Regions from separate parts of the Oryza sativa genome. Here region 1 is linked to region 2. A link is a contact called in public ChIA-PET data. All regions are on one chromosome and are shown on one strand. The core of a region is the stretch at or near the end of the contact, and the rest is flanking DNA. Distances in the headings are between cores, read along the strand shown.

Evidence for each region. ChIA-PET counts read pairs in DNA pulled down with a chosen protein or histone mark.
Region 1: an RNA polymerase II ChIA-PET map of leaf shows a contact between it and region 2, with 6 times the contacts expected there. The contact joins the promoter of LOC4324184 here to the promoter of LOC4324182 in region 2. A contact is called at or near these places in 2 of 15 Hi-C or Micro-C datasets (leaf and an unstated tissue) and 3 of 4 datasets of contacts at active chromatin or transcription factors (leaf and seedling).

Annotation. Positions count from the first base shown.
Region 1 is chr1:27,285,231-27,289,946 of ASM3414082v1, reverse strand. It overlaps LOC4324184 (COP1-interactive protein 1), which reads left to right and starts at 1,533. Exons shown (of 3, transcript XM_066312168.1): 1 at 1,533-1,687; 2 at 1,814-1,870; 3 at 3,723-4,716. The coding sequence starts at 3,755. LOC136357203 (a long non-coding RNA gene) reads right to left here. Exons shown (of 2, transcript XR_010742387.1): 2 at 2,379-3,150.
Region 2 is chr1:27,233,110-27,237,383 of ASM3414082v1, reverse strand. It overlaps LOC4324182 (probable protein phosphatase 2C 8), which reads right to left and starts at 2,156. Exons shown (of 3, transcript NM_001428062.1): 1 at 1,333-2,156. The coding sequence starts at 2,106.

The DNA.
Region 1 (4,716 bases), core at 284-2,783, 53 kb before region 2:
CGCGCCAATAATCTGTCTGAAGTTTAAAGCCTTTCAGAAAACGAATCTGTCCTCAAGTTCCGCTACAGGTCAGTGCCTGTTCTGTTCGATCATGAGCGAGATGGCGGGAGATCTGGGCTCGGATTGGATCTGAACCGAAAATTTGCAGTTCTTCCACCGTCCAAAGAATTTGTTCTGATGTCAAGTTTAAGAGTGTGTTTAGTTCCTGAAAAAAGTTGGAAGTTTGGGGAAGGTTAGGAGTTTGGAAAAAAAGTTAAAAGTTTATGTGTGTAGGAAAATTTTTGATGTGATATGATGTGATGAAAAGTTAAAAAGTTTAGGATAGTTAGGGGTGAACTAAACACGGCCTTAGTTTTTAGCTTGAATTGTAACTCTGAAGACTGACTAGAGCCGGTTTGTCAAAACCACGAACGAATTGCGTATAGAATGCATGATAGAAGGAGGATTTGCTTTTCCAAAAGATAATATGAATTTTGGCATGTTTACGTAAGAACGCATGATCTCAGTGGCGGATGACGCAACCAAGTAGTAATACAAATACTGCGCAGTAGCATTGCCAAAAAAAAAAAAAATCAATCGTCAACGTCAGAGATCAGTTTCATCGCTGATGCGGTCACAGAATGTCCCGTTCTCTGTTGGCGCCGTCACTGCAGGCTCCACATGCGAATTTATGAAACTGATCTTCAGTTAAAGAAGCGATTAATCTACACATAACCGTTTTGTCACCGCCCTCGGTGAACTAATCGTAACGCAGTTTCGATTTGATGCCGCGGAATTGAATCCGCGAGAAAAATGATTCCTCGTGGAGGACCGGAGGAGACAACAAGAACAGAAAAAAAAAAAAAACCCCGCAGAGCGCCAATCAAATTCAAGCCAGGAGGCATGCCGTCCTCGTCAGCCCCCACCACGCACAGCTCTTCTCCCAGCAATGATCTTCTGTGCCAAGCAAAACAACAATGGATTCCATGACGTGCAATACAGTAATACTGCTGCACATTGTGCTACCACCACACAGAAATTAGTACAGCCACAAAATTGCATTTTGTTTTCTAAACCGAATTGTTTTTTTTGCAACTTGTCACATCGATCTCGTAACGATTATTAGAAGGATATCTGTACAATAGCGAGTTTAGCGATTCATCTAGAGCATCTGATTATTATGAAGTCGGATGCAACGCAACGGCTTGATGCAGAGGATCCTCGCCTTGAGACCGCCTTCCCGCCATGAAGGCGGGAACCCGAAGCCGGAAAACGCCACGTCACCGCGAGGACGAGACAAGAAAGGACGGACACCCTGCTTAGCTGGCTCCCACGCACGCGCCAGCTCAGGCCACACAGCTCCTGGGCCCCACATGGCGGTGACCGCTCCGCGTGTCCATCTCCGCGTTTGGATTGGCGGGAGCACTGTTTGGGATTCACTTGGGTTCAGTGGCATTTCCCGTAATAAGGTACGGAAACAAGGGGCGCTTTCGGGTCGATGCAGCATCTGGGGGGAATGCTCAAAAGGACAAATCGTTGTTCACTTCTCCTCCGGATGCGTTTTCTAATTCCTGCCCACACATTAGAGTCTACTCCACCAGTAGAAGTAGGCAGCGATCAGCGTGCCGCCGCCGCCGCCGCCGCCACTGCAATCTTTAGCTTTTATTTGGCTTCATCAAGACAAACGAGCGGTTCATCCTTCAGGCAGGTAAACGCCTCTTGGCTTTATCAGAAACGCCTCTTGGCTTTATCAGCTTCGGTTTGCTTCTCTTTCTTGGTTGCAATCCGTTTCTTGATCACCCTTAAATAATTCTTCCTTCTTCTTCTTCTTCAGATCTCAGCTCAGATTCAAGGAGCGGTTGTGGACAGAGAGGAGGAGGCATTTCGTTTGGTACGTTTGTTGATTTGTTCTGTGTGTGTGTGTTTTCCTTTTCTTTTTTTTTTGCTTTCTTGATTGATCAGTTCTTGCTCAGTACTAGTGTGTACTACTGGTTGGGTAAAGGGTCCTTTGTGATATGGGGTGTTGTTGATGCGTCAAGTGGTAAAGAGAGTCGTAGAGATGGCAGATTGGCCTTGTTCTTCTCTGTTTGCATTCTAGCCATTGGTTATTCTTTTACCCTTTTGATTTTTTTAGGTTTCTTCCTTGATACTGTACTACTCCATCTTCAGCTCAGTATTTGTATTATTGAGCTCAGTGTTCTTGAGTAGTGGTTCTTTACGTGGGACCCACCACCATCATCCCGTAATAACGAAATTGACCGTTACAAGAAACCTTGAGGACGGATTTTACAGAATCTAAAACCATATTTCAGAATTATTAGCTCAAGGTTACAGTAGAGAATATGAACGATCATATGGTTGTAGTGCTCTTTTGAAGGGTTCATAAAACACATCCAGTATAACCACACAATTTTCACTCATCAAAATATAACCATTTAAAAATAATGTATGGTCAAAGTGAGACAACAACAGTCAAAAGGATCAGCTACTCGAGAACAGAGGGGGTAGTTAACTAGTAGTAGTTATGTTTCTAATATTTAGACATTAGATAAAATGTTGTTCTTTTCTAAAGAAAAAAGACAGGCTGAAACCCTACCTTAGTCTCTATAGATCATATCCCTTTTTATGGTTCAGTGAGATTATGCTTGATATGCTACTTAAACATTTTGTGCTGCATCATAGATATGATTCACGTGTATAATAATTGCATAAGTGCAAAGACAACAAATTTAGTAAATTTTAATGGCTGTAAATGAAATCCCAGAAATTTTTCCCAACCTTCCAGAATGCAGCTTGCATATCCATCATCAGATGACCTTATCGTTTCGATGTTTCAACCATTTGTCTGTCAAAACTAAGAGTGCACGATCCTGGTGCCCTTTCAAAGAAGTTGGATAATCAATTCTACTCTATACCGTCTTTCTTTTTTTGCTAAGTGCTTCAATGTTTTTCACATAATCTTCAAATAGTTTCTTGTCAAAATTCTTTTTGCTGTTCTGGTGAGCTCTTCTCTGGGATTATACGATTAGGCGCCTTACTGATCATATTCTTATGCTCTTTACACAGTTCACTCAGGGGCTTCTCTCGTTCACGAATAAAACATAATCTGGAGTTAGAGGCTAGAGCATCATATCACCTCAAGTATGATCAATTTTGACTAGATCATCTCCTCTGCAAGCAAATACCATTTGTTGCCATTATAAGAATATTCAGCAGTTCGACATGACGAAGAAACACAAACTTAGGAAATCCAAACATCTTCTGGAGAACAAAAAAGGTATTCTCTTGACAAGTATTTAACTCAAATCAATTTGTTATATAGGTTCTTGTGCTTGGATCACAATTTGCAATTTGCTCCTATATATACCAAATTATTCTTGTAAATGTAATATTCCTGTTAAAGACGCGAATATTAGGGAATGACCTAATATCAAATAATTAGAAGGGGTGAGGTTTCGAACCTAGATCGTCTAGCCCACCACCTTGTGGAGCTAGCCGGAAGACCCCTAGGCGTTTCTCAAATGTAATATTCCTGTTGATCTTATGTCGTTCCGGTTGGATGATCCCTAACATAATTCAAACATCAGTAGCACGCTCATAAGGCTTGTGTATTTTCTCATTCATTCCTGATGAAAACCGCTATATTTTAGTTCTTCTAGAATAACTCTGGCTTGTACTGTAATCAATAAACTCCCCTAGCCATTTGTTGTCTGAAATGAGTTTATGTTTTGGTTTTCCCACAGGTGTTGATGATAATGTGGAAAACATTCTACGGATGATAGGCGAGGAGAATGAATCGGCCAAGACTGAACCCTCAGATGATTCTGGAAATGCCTTCAAGAAATCAAAACTGTCCTCCCTTGTGAAGGGCTTCCATGAAGAGTATGAGTACCTTCACAAGCACTACCAACAGCTAATTGGTAAACTAGAAAATGTTGGGCACAGTTCCAGTGATTCGGATTCATCTGATTCAGACGACGAGGGAGACAGCTCAGACAATAATAATCTTAAGACAAAGGTAGAAGATGCACTTAGTGAAGAAAATGGCTGGAAACAGAAGCTTGTTGAAGATCGTGAAGCCAAAGAAGAAAGTCTGGAAGCAGAAATTGAGAAGCTGAAACAAAACACAGAAGAACAAGCAAAGGAAATATCTGATCTGAAGCACCTACTGGATAAAGCAATCAAGGATAAAGAAGCTACAAGGGTAGAGTTAAGTTCGGATGTTGCAAATTTGTCATCTGAGAATGAAAATCTAAAGTTATTGGTTGAAACTACAGAGAGAGAGGCAGGAGAATCACACAAAACAATAACACTCATGGAGAATGAGATTAGGACACTGTCTGTTGAGAAGCAAGTTACTGAAAAAGAGAGAGATGACCTGAAGATTTCAATAGTAGATCTGGAGAACATGAATGGGGATTTGAGCAATCAGCTACAAGAAACAAATGAGAAATGCACCTTCTTGTCATCCCAACTCGAGAAGGCCCAGCTAGCTGAGAAAGAAGTGCAGACCTTGTTATCAGAGATTGAGAAGATAAAGAATGAGAATTTGATGCTCTCAAGGGAGAATGATAACCTGAAAGCATGTGAGCAGAATTTAGGTACTGAATGTTCTCAGCTGAAGGCAACTATTGCTGAAACAAAAGCTGAAAATAGCACCTTGACTGAAGAAAAACATTTACTTGAGAGCAAACTTAAACTTTTAGGCGTGGAGATAGATGATCTGATTGCAGAGAA
Region 2 (4,274 bases), core at 907-3,406:
ATGGTCTTAGTTTCCATGAAGTTGAACACGATTCTAGATACCATTTCAAAACAAAATATAAACAAAGGGAAGAACTCATCCTCAGATCCTCACCACAGTTCCAGGGAATTTAGCACCTAACGGCCTAGCGAAGACATTGACCTGACTTGTCAGTTAAAAGGCAGTGATTCCGCAATTCTCAACTCTAAGCAGCTAGGATAAATCATCTTGGATGTTGTATGTGTATTAGCCTGCCTCTTCCCAGAGGCCATAATCCCAGTTTAGCTAATTAATGCCCTGACCCTATGCTGCTGTCTGCCCATCATCTCAAGCATCACTGTAATGACAACCAGGAAGAAGCTTGAAACACATGCCGCGCGCTATCAGCAGATTAGCCCTGGTAGGACAAGGAAAAGCTGATGCTCGCCTTTGCCCACAAGGATAGCGAGAGCATCAGAAACCGATCCGTTCTATTCCAAACTGACTCTGAGCCATCCAAACTCTGCCGGCACACTCTTGGTACTACTACTTGGTAACCAGGAGCAGAGCACTATCACTCCTACACCACTCGACAGCTAGCCCCAATGGCGTACACAATGCACGTACGTACGTGCGCGCGCGCGCGCGCGCGTGTCGACACCTCTCCGCGACGATTAGTACTCCAGGCCGGATTTGGTCATTTACCCCCCCCCCCCCCCCCCCCAACGACTCCGGCCAGGGAGGTAGGAGAGTCTCCGCAAATTCACCCCCATTCGCACACAACGTGACAAGGCGGCCTAGTCCCACACGCCCACACCACACCACCGCACCCTCCTCTCCAATTCACCGCAAATCGCCTTCCGTTTTGGCGCAAACGTACGTGGTGGTAGCTAGTAGGGCGCGGTGATGTAGCCTTGCACGTACGTATCGGCAGCGGCGCCACAGTACGCTACCAAAAGCGACGAGTAGGCGAGCCAGCGGGGACGCTTCGACACGGCCCGCACGCACGAAAAGCAGAGGTGGTAGTTGTTGTTGTAGGCGACGCGGGGGGAGCGAGCGGCAAGGGCGACACCTGTACGTAACCACCACCCCCCCCCCCCCCCCCGGGGCCCGCCCGAGCGAGAGAAAAAAAAAATCTCGCGGAAAGCCCGAAACCGTGGTGCTTTGACGACGACGTCCACGCGTCCCTGATTCGCAGCAGGGTTCGCTGTTGCAGGTTGCACCCCGCAAAATCTAGATTAGTGTGGATCTGGAGCGCGTGGTTTGGAGGGGGGGGGGGGGGGGGGTAATCATGCCGTTGATGCATGCTTTCTTGGCGATGTGTTTTGTTAGGCGGTGAGGTGAGCGGGTGGGGGCGTGGCGTGGAGTGTGTACCTTGTGGTCGGAGGAGAGCGGCACGGCCACGCCGCCGCGGGAGAGGACGGCGCGGGAGTCGCCGCAGTTGGCGACGACGATGCGGCGGGGACCCACGACGGCGACGACGGCGGTGGAGCCCACCGTCTGCTCGCCCGTGTCGGCCTCCTCGGCGCCGCCGACCTCGCCGTCCACGCGGGTGAAGCAGGCCGCCATGGCCTCCTTCCAACGGGCGCGGTCCTCGTCCTCGACGTCGGCGCCGCCGCCCCCGCCCTGCAGCAGCCTCCGCACCCGCACCTCCTCCGCGAGCACCACGTGCATCCGCTCCCGGCACGCCTCCGCCACGCGGGACCCGCCGTGCCCGTCGTACACCGCGAAGAACCCCTCATCCTCCTCCTTGCCTTCCTCTTCCGCGACGCCGCTCCCCTCCACCGCCGCCTCCTTCGAGGCGGCCAAGAACGGCGCCGCGACGAAGATGGCGTCTTCCATCTCCCTCCGGCGCCCGATCACCGACACCGCCCCGTGCGACACGCACGCCGGCCATCTCGCCACCTCCGCGGTGGGCTCGGGCGCTACCTTAGCCGACTCCGACGAGTCGGAGGAGCTGTCCGACGCCGGCCGCACCCTCTTCGCGGCGTCATCCTCCGCCACCGCCGACGCCGTCCGCCCGAGCCTCCGGAGCTCAAGCCTCCTCCTCCTCGCCGACCTGGACACGGTGCCCACCTTCCTGTCGCCGGCGAGGACCTCCCGCACGGCCATGGCGGCATGATCCCGCCTGCTTGTGTCACTGCTCATTTCCCTCACCAGAGAGAGCAAAAGAGAGTGAGAGCGTGGCAACGCGAAACGGCATTAATACCCGCGTCCGCGGGGAAGAAAGGTCCGAGGAGCCATCCGGGCCGTCGGTTCGTCCTTAGATGGCACGGATGCGTGACAGCGAGGGCGGGAGCCCGTATCCGGACGTGGATCTCGCGGGCAGGGACGTGGACGGCCCAGATCAGCCGGCGCCCGGCCCGTGGCTCTCGCGATGAGCGGCTTTCCATCTCGGGGCTCGAGGAAGGGCGTGGTGCACCCGGCGCAGGTGAACCACAGGGAGGGGATCCGAACGCCCTGGTGGTGTGGCCGGGATGTCAGTGAGGTATGGCTCTTGTAGACAGGGTGCAGGGAACGGTCACGGCGGTTGGCGCTTTTAGGTAACGCGTGGGACCCGAGTGGGAAGGCGAGAGGGGTTACGTGGAGGTGAGAGAAAAGAGGGTTCTGTAGGGGCATGTCGTGCAATTTTGACTGGTGGGCTGAATTGGTAGATGCACACATACAGTGACAATCTCGACGTGTCAATAGCCCAACATGCTCAATTCTGTTTTTTGAATTTTTGCCAAGTGTATATCTCCTTAACATTTGTCAATTTTATCTCAGGGCATCCACAATGTACTACAAAAGTAGTTCATAGGGAATAAACTATTCCATTCAGCCATCTAGTAACATTGTGCAACTAGCCCATATAAAGAAAATAGCAAAAGGTATCAATATACATATAGACTACCCATATGACATAAATAATATTATCTATCTCTACTTCTCTCTCTTCTCCTAATGTCAGTCACATTGTATCCATATACATTGTGAGGATTGCTATAGTTAAAGTTTATTTATGTAGGTCCCATCTATATAGACCACTTTTGCCATATACATTGGTGATACCCACTACTCCCTTTACCCAATAATATAAACATAAAATTTATCTGAGAACATAGGTTGTACATTCGCAACTACTTTCTCAAACAAATTATAATCACCCGTGCATCATTTATTTTCTCACATACTTTCTCATGTTAACTGATCTCGACCATCCCTTACAAGAAGAAACCTTTTTTCTAAAAAAACCTTATTAGCTTCATCTAAATTTTTTATTTATTTCTCACAAAAAAGTGATATATTGATTTCGATGTTTTGTCATTGTAGTTTATTTTTTTCAAGCATTGACGAGTCTCTGAAAACACGTATAAAACTTTCTCGATTATTCTTTTTTTTTTTTACAAATAAGCGTACGAGCTGTTGTAGGCAAAACGATGGTTAGATTGTTAAGCATTTCTTGTGCAGGTGCACAACCACAAGGTGCTTATCTATACTACTATAAAAAATAATAGTGGTGGTGTGACAGTTCTGCCACAGCACACCATTACTTTTGCACATTTTACAAACTGGAGTAGTCCCTAATATTTCATACACTATGTAATAGTTTAATATTTATTTGAATCAAGTTAATAAAATCTATATAAAAAAAGTATGGGTATTATACCAAAGCAATAGGATGGGAATTTTGCTAATATTTTAAAATAGAGAAAGTAAGATTTACATACTTGATAGGTATCTTGGAAGTTGTTTTTCATTTTGCAATATTTGGTTCTAAGAGTATCAAATTATAACGCACACTAGAAAATGCAGTATTACAGTATCTTCCAAAGCATTGTAAAATTTACTTCAAATAATAAGCACGGCCTAGATCGAACGGTTATCAATAAAAATCAGTAAAATTCAAACAAAAATTGTCAGAAAAAGTATTAATTTTAGTCTGAATATTTTTGAACTTGGCCGGTCAGCTTGTCCAACGTTCCTAAATATGGAACATCTTGATAAGGTCGATAATCACGAATTGACGACAACTGGGTATATTTTAGATCTTCTTAATAACACCGGTGTTTATTTTTTGTTAAAAAAAAATCTTCGGTGTTTTAGCGTGTTATTCTAATCATGAACGTACCTCGCAATCATGAAAGGTAAGTAATCTGTCATCGTTAGGTGATATATGACTTTGATAACACACGAGTTAGTATTCACGCGAGGCGCGTCGGTTTCCTTCAAAAGCATAACCACAAGATGCGACGCGGCACGACGAAAGGGACACCCAGCAAGGCCAGCACACATAAAACACACAAGATTGATCGAGGCAGCACGCCGGGCACCTA